Regions from separate parts of the Astyanax mexicanus genome. Here region 1 is linked to region 2. A link is a contact called in public Hi-C data. All regions are on one chromosome and are shown on one strand. The core of a region is the stretch at or near the end of the contact, and the rest is flanking DNA. Distances in the headings are between cores, read along the strand shown. Region 1 holds the start of zdhhc15b (zinc finger DHHC-type palmitoyltransferase 15b). Region 2 holds the start of atrx (ATRX chromatin remodeler).

Region 1 (6,789 bases), core at 2,932-5,431, 130 kb before region 2:
CTATTGATCTTGTGTTGTCTGTTTGCACTTCAAGCATACATATTTAAGTTACTACTACTACTACAAAAAAAACCCCAGATGGGATTGTGGTTTGAACTTATTGTTTTCACTATTTTTCTATTTCTTTTTTTGTTTCTATTTTTAATAGACTAAATTTGTGAGACTGTAATTTGATTTTCTCAAATAAACCCCAATTTTCCAACTATTTTTTTTTGTTTTGATTTCTTTCAAGTTTTCTTTAAAAAAAAATTTAAATCTTGTCTCGTCTCGTTCTTGTGAACCCAGTATCGAGTCTCGTCTCAAGAGATGAGTGTCTAGAATTGTCCATGTAATCAAACAACAACTCCAGCCCCACACACATTTTAATTTTTCATTTACAGTTTCTGTCCAATGATTTCTGGCATGTCAGTGTAGAAAATAAAAAAGCATAAGGACAAAGTAAACAACAACAATTTGTTTTAGCAACCTTATTTATGATGACACTCACCACCCAGAACTTAAGAAAATACTGAAATACTGTTGCTGCGATGAAAACACAGTAGAGCATAGAGTACGACAGGAAGAGCAGGAAGAACTTGTAGTTTGAGAATCCGACACAGTTGTTCACCCTTAAAAAGAAAAGAGAGCGAGACACAAATATAAATAAATAAATAAATAAATTAAGCAACTTCTGTAAACAATCTTTGTTCCTCATTAAACATAAAAAACAACCAATGCAATCATAAATAAACCTCATCCACTAACCAAGGGCAATGATGATCCATTTTCAGAATGCACCTGCAAGAGGAACACACACACACACACACACACACACAGAGGTACTGTAATTAAATTGAACAGAACCAAGATATCTTCTCTGATAAGGTCAAGTTCCTGCCCGACAACACCTTCTAATTATTACACGAGTCTCGTATGCGGCGATCCTCTTTCTACCGCAGCTGAGAACAAACAGTATGAGAGAGATAGGGCCAATGAGAGGGGCCGACAGGAAACTTACGTTTCACAGACGGAACAGTGGTGACAGCGGTCGGGCTTTATCACCTGACAACGATCGCAGAACCTGATAGCTAAAAACACACACACACACACACACACACACACACACATAAAAGCATGGTCATTTACTAGCTTGGGACTGCAGTGCCACACGTTGGTGCTCCACTTACTGTCTATCAACACAGTAATGCCACTAGACAGGCAATACGGATTTAATTCAGCAAGGCAATTAGACCCCTTCAATACAATTAGGCCACAGAGCTGCTTTAAGAGACTATATATGAACAGTATCAACAAAAAAGTCCAGTCCAGTACAATACTACAGTGTTAGCAATAAGCTTATATATAAATGCTCATAAAGACTGTGCATTTGATTTAGATTTTACCAAATTGGATACCTCTGGAATATAATCAAGAGGAAGATGGATGATCACAAGCCATCAAACCACCAAACTGAACTGCTTGATTTTTTGCACTAGGAGTAAAGCAGCATAAAGTTATCCAAAAGCAGTGTGTAAGACTGGTGGAGGAGAACATGATGCCAAGATGCATGAAAAAAACTGATTAAAAACCAGGGTTATTCCACCAAATATTGGTTTCTAAACTCTTAAAACTTTATAAATATTAATGTATTAAGTTTTCTTTGTTAGGTATCCACGAATGCTCAATATAAAGGATTAATGAATACGTATTAAGACTGCAGGTAGTATGAAACCCAATGCCTGATTAAGCGTCTGAGATTACTCACCTCCTGACTGAGCCCGGGTAAAAATTGGGAGCTTTTTAGCAATGTCAATCAGGATCTGCTTCTGTGCATCTGGCCTCTCCTCCATCTCATATCTCTCCTTATCACTATACGAGAGGTGGAACTGTAGCAAAAGAAAAAGAAGAGTGCAACTTAGTCTGCAAATTAGATCATTCTTAAATGCACAAGCAAGCATCACACTGAACAGCTTCTTTACCAGAGTAGATCATTTTAATATAAAGATGCTTTGGGAGAACTGCGCCCAGATTTGATGACCCAAACACAAACCTTTTTGCAGGGCGTGGAGGGTGGAGTGAAGATAGCCTTCCAGTAGGTCCAGCAGAACATCACAAAGCACACATGAAACACCAGAAGGTAGGCCGCTGCAGAAAAAAAATTATTATGGTGTACTACAAAGCTCAGTTAAGAAGCGTATAGCTTAAACAGAAGCGTAAAGAATGACTGAGATATAACCAGGATGCAGGGAAACGAGAAGTGAACCCTTCACTAATCTTAATTAAACAGGAACTTACCTTTTTCTAATGCATTGCTGAGCGTAACTGCAATGCAAAGAAAAATGAGAAGTTAGTTAACAACACTGATCAAAGTGGAAAGAGGAGCAGTTAAAAAAATGGCTATTTCTTTTAAGCATCTAATTTATGGCTAAAATAAAATAATATTTTAGCCTAAACTACAGTTTACTAGTAAGAACTTAAATTCAGAATCTCTGTTATGTATTTTTATTCTAGAAGTGACTCAAACTAAAACTTTCACATTTTGTAAGAGTTTTAAAAGGTAATTATAGATATCTTTTAGATATTTTTTTTTACTTAAAAACTTGACTTGACAATTTGTGAACCCTTGCGTTCCACATTTCTGCAATACAACCTAAAACATATAATCATCAAATTTGCACAAAAGAAACCAGTTAAACAAATTAGACAAAATGTTACACTTGTATGTTTATTTATTGCAGAAACGGATTTAATTTTAAATATTTGTCAGTAGCGTAAGTGAACATATGTAAAACTCTAGGATTAGTAGCTAGTTTGAAGGTGATTAGTTTAAATTAGAATCAGGTGTTTTCAATCAATGGGATGACAATCGGGTGTGAGTGTGAAGGAATCCAGTTTTATTTAAAGATCATTGATCTATTAAAGTCTGCTGTTCTAAAGGAAAATGTCAGGACACTGGTTCATTTTCTGAAGCTCAAGAGGAGGTGGGTCATTTCTCCCAGCGTACTGAAATACGTTTTAAAGCGTTTTTAGCTGATGAAAGTGCATAGGTGGTTTATTCAAAACACTGTTTACACACACAGTACCCTGAGGTGCATTAATTCCCTGAAAATATCTCTATAATTTTCAGATATTTTCACAGAATTAATTTTGCAATTTGTTCTAATATCCTCCCCATTCGTTCCTGCTTGTCAGCTGATTTATTGTGACTTAATTTAAGGCTACTTTGAGTTTGCTAATGGTGTCAAAACAGTAATTTTTTTACATGTTCGTACTCGTTTTCATGTTTCAATACAACCCAAGTCTATTTTACACCTGATTTCTGCTTAAAGCTAAAAAAGGCCTGTCATTAAACACGTTTTATTATAACTAACGTTAGCTTAGTTACTAACTTAACCAGTTTACACCCAGTAGTTATATTAACAACTAGCTTTAACCATTTCAGTCATGTAAAGGGAAAGTGATAAGAATGCTGTTTTCTGCAAGTAAAACATGGAAATTAAGACTATAATATTCTAACATAAAACCTATATAAAAATTAAATCCAATAGTTTTTAATGTCCATTGCATTGGAAGCATGTGTTTGACAGTTCTGACTTACATATTTAACACTGACATTTATTTCACAAACCACCCCTAGGCAATAAATAAAATTAGTAAAAATTAGCTTTTATTAGTTAAACATTACCTAATGTCCTTATGAGAATCTCGGTTGTTTATAGTGTTATGTGCAACATTAAATAAAATACAAGACAATACAAGATAAAACATATTACAACGTACTGAGCGTACTCTTTTATTATTTAAATGAACATTTAGCTATCTGACTAAGTTAGAAGGTTAAATTATTAGCTACATTGACAAAAACGGATATTTAAATTCACTTCCTTAAACCTAGCTTAACTACTTCAGCATTAGCTAAAGCTAGCCTAGCCCAGCCTAGCCTAGCCTGGCAGCCCACACAGCGGTTAGCATCTGAGCTAACGCCCGACAGCGCGATTCTGTGGAAAAAACGCGCAGAAATGAGGAATACTCACAGAAACAGAGCTCAAACACATAGGCGTAGTACGACCACAACACCACGGAGGAAATTATGACCACGGGGATCCAGGAAAATATCCTCTGGCAGCATCTCAGCCCCCTGGACATGGCCATAGTTATCCAGAGCCGGTGTTCTGCCGAGTTCTGCTACCCATCGCTATGTGGTACTTAGCGGCTGTGCGCATGCGCAAACTCACACGATTACTGTTTGTTATGGGGTTTTTTTTTTCTATGAAGCCGCCAAGTGATATCGTGTTATACTTATAACGGGATTCTAAATCATGGACACTACTTATTAAGCTGTGGGAATGGGTTCCTAATGTGTGGCCACGACTTAATGCGTGGGAACATTATTTTAATGCTTGGCCACATTATTATTATTAAGGTGTGGGAACGGGATCATAATGCATGAACCCTTTCAGTTCGTGTGAAGGAAAACTATAAGTATGGTGTTTTCTGCATGAAATGAATGAAAATTAAGACTTATATACTTTAACATAAAATCTATATACATATTAAGTTTAATTAACTGAAATATTTGAGTACCTTTTAAAAGTTTTATTGTCTTTAATCATCATAAAAAGGACAATACATTTTTGGCATACATTTTTTTTTCTCTGTTTTCCTGTTTTGTTGTAATTTATTTTATTTTTTTTTTATTGTGTACCTTAAATGCCCTCAAATTTTATATGATGTAATTATGTGCGCAGCAAGTTTTGGTCTTTGATCCACTTATATAAATTGTCAAGTAGAAAAGTTAATGATAGTCTACACATGCATATAAAATACAAAAAGCAATAATATATTACATAACTAGCAAATAAATGTCAATGTATGAGGATGTGCTTTTAAGTCTTAGTATAGTAATTGTAATCTACCATTATTTATTTGGTTACTACTAGCTTACTTGCTTACTAAATAATTGGCGATAGTGTGGGTATAGTCTGTTTTTAAATGTATCTAGCTAAATATTATGATTTAAATTAAAGCTATAATAACTAAATGTAAGTACATAGTATATTATTTGTTTTTCATTCAAGACACACATGATTGTAATACCCGGTTTAGCCAGTAGATGCCGCCAAAACACAACAGTTTATTTAAGCCATTGCCGCCTCCTGTTTGAGGGCTGCTCCACAACCACAATATATACACTATATATACACTATAAATACACTTAGCACTTTATTAGAAGCAGTACTTTATAAAAAAAAAAAAACTATACTGCCATGTATTATAGGGCCTTCTTCTGTCTCAATTTCTCGTGGCATGATTTTCACAAGATTTTTGCAGCATGAAATTCCTGAAGATTTCTCAGTTGCAGCTGGGAATCTTCAGGACCGCAACATCCCAAAAGAGTTCTATAGGATTCAAATCCATATTCTGACCCAAATCCAGATTTAACTCAATGCATTTGGGTTTAAAAGTCTTGCGTTATGACTTATTGCAGCTTGGTGCATTATCCCAGTGGATGCAGCCACTAGACGATGGTGAGACTGTTGGAACTGTGGGATGCGAGGGACGCACGTGGTCTTCAACATCACTCAAACAGGTCACGACATTCAAGTGTTTTATTGATTGGTATTAACAGGCTCACAATGTGCCCAGCAAACATTCCCCACACCATTACACCATATCCACCAGCCTGGACTCAAGATGTTGGGTCCAGATTCAGAACGTACCGTCTGTGTGCCTCAGCAGAAACTGATACGGTTTGGTTAAGTGCAACCACAGGTAGTCTGCTGCTGTTTTAGCCTATCCATATTAATTTTGGGCATTAATGCAATTTATGTTTAGATGTTCACCAGAGATTTACTTATTTACTGTAATCTTTCTTCAAGATCAACCCAGTCTGTCCAGTCTCTGTTGATCTCTCACTAAAAAAACTAAGTTTGTTCAATGAGGCATTGTGTTTGTACTGGAATCCCCAGGATACTAAGGCTACGTTCACATTACCAGGATGAAGTGACTTAAATCTGATTTTTTGCTCAATTCTGTCGTGATTTGATCAGCCATGGTTTTATGTTTTTTGGATACAAGCCGGGTTAGCACCCGAACATCCCTTTCAGACAGCTTCCTCTTACAACGTCCACAGTTAATCCTGTTGGATGTGGTTGGTGCTTCTTGGTGGTATGCTGATGTTACCCTGGATACCTTGGCTCTTGATGCATCACAAATACTTGCTGTCTTGGTCACAGATGCTTCAGCAAGACGTGCACCAACAATTTGTCCTCTTTTGAACTCTGGTATGTCTCCCATAATGTTGTGTACATTGCAGTATTTAGAGCAGAACTGTGCTCTTACCCTGATAACTGAACCTTCACACTCTTACTGGTGCATTAAGGTGCAATTAGTGAAGATTGGCCACCAGGCTGCTCCAATTTAGCCATGAATGTATACTTTTGATTAAAAAAATTACTTAAATGCACTTTTCTTTTACAAGGCTATCATTTCCCCATATTTTCTTTGGACATTTTTTTAACTGGGAAAGTGCCTTTTTTTAACTTTTATCAGTAGTGTACGTTACTCCACAAGTTTCCCAGAATGCAGAACACAGTAGCAGGGATAGCATCCTGCTAAAACTCTGAGGGGGGAAGGAGAGGCCGTCCATCAGCGCATCAGCCGAAGCACCGCTACTACAAAGTGCTCGCTACTATCATAATAGTAACCAGGCCTTAATCAAAACATTTACCCAGGAAAGAGAAACACAAACAGCTCGTGCAGGCAGGCCCAGACAGATCACACAGACAGCAGAGAGAGAGAGAGACAGAC
Region 2 (6,500 bases), core at 1,799-4,298:
AATCTGACAGTTTTACTATTTTTACTTGAATTTTACAAAAATGTTAATGACATACAAATTGAAAAAATAATACGTATAAAAGAAAATATTCCACTTTTTTAACTAATAACGCCCAAGCCAATAACTACGTTACTGCAGCAAGTTAGTTAGCCATGCACAATTGTAAAAAACACACCCTAGAAAATGTAGCTTAGCTAACGCTTGCAGAATTATTAATAAAAACACGCAGCAAAAAAAAAATTACATTAAAAATGCTGTCTCCACGCATGCGCTGAACAGACAAGTAGCGCCCATCGACAGGCAGCACAAACCGACGGGACACCGGTAAATTCCGCCGTCAGTACCGGCAGTTAGCTACCAAGCTAGTTAGTTAGTTAGCAAGCCGACTGCTAAAGCTGCAGCAGCTAAAGCTAACAGTAACAGTAACAGAGCGCAGAATAAGAAACAGCGCAGAGTACCTGCTGCAAACACCACCGGAGATCCGTCTCTACCCGCCGAACCCGCTACTCCCCCGCCCGCAGATCCGCCTCTCTGCCCGGTTTAAAACGGGCTGCTGCCTGCTTTAACTTCAGCGCAGGAGACAAAGCAAGAGCGCCATCTTGCCGGATGACTCGAGTCGGTGTTAAAATGGCGCATCGCCTCAGCAAATCCCGGCGACACACAGCGGAGCCGCGCGGGGCGGAGAGCGCGCGCCTTCCCGCCACTCAGAGCCATAACTCACACCCATAACTTTATTACCATTAACAGCGTTTACCTCTCATTATTTATAGATTATAAGTTGTTATTTTGAGATACTCTTTATTCTAAAATAACATCTCATCATTTTTAAGATGTGCTAACTATTTTAATGTCATTACATAGAGATAAATATCATTTCGAGATACTATCTCAATGTTTTGATACTAGCTAAGTTGTTATTTTGACTCCTAATTCTGAGATACTATCATTATTTTGATATAAAATAATGAAATATATATACATTTCTGATACTTTAATTTTAATACCAGCTAAGCTATTTTGAGTTCTATTTTTTGAGATACTAAGCTGGTATTTTGAGCATCATAATTCTGAGATACTATCTCAATTTTAAGATACAATCATTATTTTGGGATTCTAAGTTGTTATTTTGAGTCATTATTTTGAGATGTGAAGTCATTTAAAAATCCCGAGTCAATATTTTGAGGTGCTAATAATTTTAAAATATCAAAATCATGTTCTTTTGTTATTTTAATGTGTCATTACTTAGAGGTATTACATCATACTTTTCAGATTCTAAGAAATAATTTTGAGAGGTCAAGTAATTGTTTCCAGACACTATTTCGTAGTTTCTAACACTAAGGTGTTTTTTGCTCTTGGGCTTTTACCTCAAACTAATGTGATTAGTTTGTATTAGTGTTAAATTTGTTTTTGGAATTATAACAAAGTAGTTATAACTGACTGACTAATACTGTAGATGTATTACTCTGTTGTACACAAATAGTCAATAAAGCATTAGACAGCCAATCAATATAATTAATAAAAATTAATATTGTGGTTGGTGTGGTGCAGTGGATAATACACCCGCCTACCAGTGAGCTACCATGTGGGAGACTAGGGTTCAATTCCATATCTGGGTAACAGGAGGACCAGTGAGTTTTTAGGCTTTCTTGGGCACATCATAGCGTTCAGTAGCTCCTCCATTTCCACTTCCTGTTGTGTTTACATGGATTTTTGTGGAAACGCACACCCAAAGTGTAATTACGGTGCGCGGCAGTGGACAAATAGCTATTTTATTAAACTCGAGGAGATGAAACTCAGACGGGACTAAAATTACCGGAGGAGCACGGAGTTCAGAGGAAAACAGTAGATAATTCAGCCTGTAATTTTCTCAGAGGACGTCTGAGAAAAACACATACGTGATCGTTCTGGATGGGAATAAAATCACAGAGGATAAAAACCTCTGTGAACCCCAAGAAAAACTAATCCCATCCGGATAGGGCTTATGCTGCGCAACACCAATAAGCGTCCATGTGCAAGACCCCTAACACTAAATTGGCCGAACTATTAGAAATTACCTTATAAGTCGCCCTGCATAAGAGCGTCAAATAAATGCTGTAAATGTGATGTGAAAATAAATTATTGTGCATTTGTTTCTTTTTTTAAAAAAGCTGGTTTTATGTTAATGTTCTTTTTTTTAAGCTGACAATGCCACAGCAGACCTGTACAAGGCAGCCTGGTTTTTATAGCTAGGGCTGCAACTAATGATTATTTTGCAGAAAAACAGGTAAACATTAGATGTTTAATACATTTAAAAATAAATATAAATGTCTAGATGTTGTACCCCACGTTTTTGTGTAATGCAGTACTGTTATAAATTAATGATTAGTCGACAATGAAATTTGTAATCAACCAATTTATATAATCGACATTGTCGATTATATCGACTAATCGTTGCTGCCCTATTCATAGTCTTCCTATATTATGGATTCACATGCAGTCCATGTAACCAGGATACGGTTAGATATCTGAAGCAGATCTACCACAAATCAAATTGTCAGCAGGTTAAATCGTTTAGCAGGTTTAGTAAACATCTATCTACAGGCATAAAGTCATGTTTAAACACAGTTAATATTTATATATTAGCTTAGACATGTTGTGTATCTAACTGCATGTTTTCAGTTAAGATTAGTGAAGCAGTGCAGCTGCGCAGAAACGCAGAAAAACATAAAAACGCGCCGTTTAAGTTAAATAACTATATTTACCACAAACCAACTCAAACAAGTGTTTGTTTAGACTAAAACTGAGTAACTGTGTGAATCTGAGCCCCTCAGCTCGCCGGGTTCACTGTAATGATAATTATATTATATTATATCAGGTTATATGAGTTTATGCTCAGGTGTGCTCCTACCTGCGCGCCTCGCTGCTCATCTCTTCACCGTGCGGATCTGTGCTGAAGCTGCATTTCCAGACTGAAGTTAATCTGTGATATTTAGCGGCAGAAGGAGGAGAAAAACACTGAAACGCTCTCTCAAATCAGACAAAGCGAGGCGCCATCTTTCCCCCCAGCAACAGAGGCGCTGATTGGCCTATTAAGCTCAGGCCCGGGGAGCGCCCTCATTGGCTAAAACCCCGTTAGAGAGGGAATATTCAACAACACACGAGGCTGATTTTCTAATGTCTGGATGTGTCCAGAAACTTCCACTCCTCTTTTTCTGTTCCTTTTCTTACTGTTCCTCTCCTCCTCCTCTTCTTCCTTTTGCTCCTCTTCTTTCCTACTACTCCTTTTATCCACCTCATCCTTTCCTATTGCTCCTCTTCTCTTCCTCCTCCTTTCCCTTTCCTACTACTCCTTTTTCTCATACTTCTCATATCTTACTTCTCCCTTCCTACTGCTCCTCTTCTCTCCTTTCTTCCCCCCTTCCTACTACTCCTCTTCTCTTTCTCCTCTTACTTTCCTACTGCTCCTTTTTCTTTCCTTCTTTCCACCTACTCCTTTTGCTCTTACTTCTCATATCTCCATTCTCCCTTCCTACTGCTCCTCTTCCCTTCGTCCTCCTTTCCTACTACTCCTCCTTCTCTTCCTTTGTTACTGCTCTTTGCTTTCAAATCACTCTAATATTGCCCTAGATCATATATTGTCACTTCAACTTTGGGGATTTTATAGAAGTAGTTGTATTGTTCCTACACAGTGTATTACAAAATACAATAAATACATAAATTAACGAATGTTTAATACATTTTAAAAAAGTGTGCTCGGTGGGCATGTGAAAAATAATGTCACTTTAGTATTCCTAAAAGACTTCCTGGGTAGAAATGTATCTGCTACCAGGGAAAAAGCCTCAGAAGTCGTTGGGTGTAATGTAGGCACTAGATATATTACAGAGTTAAACTGTATATGAACTGTGAAATCCCACTTTATTAGAATAAAATAAAAATAAAAATAAAAAAAAAACACGTGCTAGGAAGGTGTGAAAAAGTTAACCTCTTTATTGCAACACACTTAGCAAAACACAGACATTCATTTACACTAAACGAGGGCTTCTTCTCTGCTGGTTCACTGGAAGTTCAGACGAAAGCTCTTCTCCTGCTCTTTGCTCCGGCTCTCACACAGCTTCGACACTTCTTCCACGCGCCTCTGCAGCAGAACTGTACAAAGAACATGGCAAATAAATTAAATAGCATGTACTGGACATGGATTAAAACAGCATCATACCTTCTGTTTAGTTTATCAAATAGTTGAGATACATTATGGGATAAATTCACAATTCATAAAATCGAGAACAGAGATTATATATATATAGCAATGTTTCTGGCACTCAAACAACACATGGCTGAAATGTAAATGAAATACTAACCAGAGTTCTGTTCGACCCACTGGAGGGAGTCCATGTGTGCGTTGAGGATTTTGCAAATCTGCTGGAGCTGAAATAGGAGGAATTTAAAATGGGATATTTAACTTTGGTGTCAATCATTTTAGACAAGGTCAAAAGAAAAAGTGGGACTCTCGAATAGTTTAAAACAGAATAACTTAAAAGATGCTTTAAAGAATTTAAATCTATGAATTCTTAATAAAAAAAAAATGTAAAAAAAGCCAAATAAATAAATTTATCAAGCATGGCAGACAGAAAATCTGTTTGTGGTTTTATAGAAGCCCCACATTGTTGTATTAATCGGTGTATGTATAAAACTTTACATACCGGGTCACTTGTGTCTGCTGGCCCATTGGATGTATTAAGATGTTCAATTATTTCTTTTAGGTCTTGGGACATTCTCTTCAGCTGAGCATCAACATTCTCTGCCAACTTGTACCTTCAGAGAGATGAGCATTAGAGCATTAGAAATAGAGAAGTCTATAAATAAACTAAAATAATTTTTGAGGGGGAAAAAAAAAATGTGATCATAGTTAGAGGAAGTGTAAAAACAAGTCTGTAATAAATATATATATATATATATCGCTTACGTTCTCTCTCGCTCCTCGTCTGCATTTTGCATATAGATGGTTCCACTTTGCTCCTTCACAGATTCCTCCAGTGGAGCGAGAAGATCCTCCAGCTCTTTCTGTTGGGATAAGATGAAGTCCAACTCCTGATCCAACCTGAGGCAGAGACCAAACAAATACAGGTTTTCATACAAAACTGTCTTTTACATTATATACCATTCAAACGTTCCTATTCAACCAAATGACGATGCGCAGTCGTACCTTCTTTGGTCCAGTTTAACTTTCTCCATGTCTTTATGAAGAGCTGTAATCTAAAAGAAATAAATATACAAATCAGTTATTGCTATGGGTCGACTTTAAATACGAAAATAAAAGTTACACAGATCTACATTTGTTAAAAGGACATAAAAAATAAAAATAAAAAAAAAGTATAGTTACCTTTTCTCCATTTTCCACCAGCATCCGATCCCAGGCATTGACCTGAGTGGCCTGCTGAAGAAAGTGCCTCTCCTGATCCTCCAACTCAGAACTCCACTTATTGATTAAAGCCTCCAGCTGGGCATAAGACATCACTGGTGCAGCGCTGAATTAAAGAGTGAATTTAGTGAAATATAATCAGCAATTTGAAGCCTTAAATTAAACTCTAAACCATAAATATATTTTTTTATTAATAGCTGAAATGTGTTCCTTTGAAGTAATGAAACATACCAGTCATTCTTAAAATTTTTATAAACATTTCCTAACCTTAAAAAAAAAACTTTGTGGTCATTTCCGCCTCTGTAGCGCCCTCTCAGGATCAACTGTGCTATAGGTGTGGATGATGTTTCCGTGTACTCAGCTCAGCCAATCAGCTCGCCCTCCTGCCCCGCCCTTAAACCCATACATCACCGTGCCACTCCCAAACTACCCCCCCCCCCTTTTTTTTAGCCCTTTTTTGAGCTGAGGGTGGAGTCAGCTAAAATCAAGGGGTTTAGTTAACCTTTAAAAACTCGCTGATTATATTGTTTCACTATTTACATACAAATATTTTAAAAATACATTACTTAACTCTCTCAGCCTTAGCATTATTACATACCTGACCGTGATGCCAGCTGTGGAGGCGACTGTAGAAATGGCTGGTGCAGCAGAGACAACTGGCTTCAGACCCAATGAAAATCCTGTAAGAGCTGCTGAAGTAGCGGCAGCTATTAAAATATATATATATATATATATATAAAAAAGACCATTAGTTCCAGAGGTTCCAAAAGCAATGAGATGAGATCATATTAAGGAGTTAAAGATTAGGCTGTAACTAATGATTATTTTGGTAGTCGACTTATCAGGCAATTATTCTTCCAATTAGTCGATTAGTCAACGATTATTTCTGTCATGCCCTCCATCTGTTTTTGCTGTTTCTAGCTTTCTATGTCTTTGCTTTAAAACAACAGAAACAGCTGAATATCGGATTTCTGATTATAATTGGAGAAGATCATGTAGTCAGATGGAACCAGAAGCAGAGGAAAAAGTAGGATAAGTGCAACACCAAGTACACCATCCGAACTGTGAAGCATGGTGGTGGAAGCATCAAAGGTTGGGGTTGCTT

What was found. Hi-C and Micro-C count contacts between places; a contact is called where the count stands out from the background.
Region 1: a contact with region 2 is called in a Hi-C map of blood, with 2.2 times the contacts expected there. The contact joins the promoter of zdhhc15b here to the promoter of atrx in region 2. A contact is called at or near these places in 2 of 3 Hi-C or Micro-C datasets (blood and muscle).

The regions. Positions count from the first base shown.
Region 1 is chr10:1,448,327-1,455,115 of AstMex3_surface, reverse strand. It overlaps zdhhc15b (zinc finger DHHC-type palmitoyltransferase 15b), which reads right to left and starts at 4,181. Exons shown (of 12, transcript XM_007228419.4): 1 at 4,014-4,181; 2 at 2,275-2,301; 3 at 2,030-2,124; 4 at 1,745-1,865; 5 at 998-1,067; 6 at 745-777; 7 at 488-608. The coding sequence starts at 4,131. All of the region lies in intron 1 of LOC125804806 (a long non-coding RNA gene), which reads left to right.
Region 2 is chr10:1,317,192-1,323,691 of AstMex3_surface, reverse strand. It overlaps atrx (ATRX chromatin remodeler), which reads right to left and starts at 3,048. Exons shown (of 35, transcript XM_007228422.4): 1 at 2,888-3,048. The coding sequence starts at 2,907. nup62l (nucleoporin 62 like) reads right to left here. Exons shown (of 13, transcript XM_007228424.4): 7 at 5,994-6,102; 8 at 5,357-5,501; 9 at 5,180-5,229; 10 at 4,940-5,074; 11 at 4,677-4,788; 12 at 4,335-4,401; 13 at 3,947-4,125. The coding sequence ends at 4,034.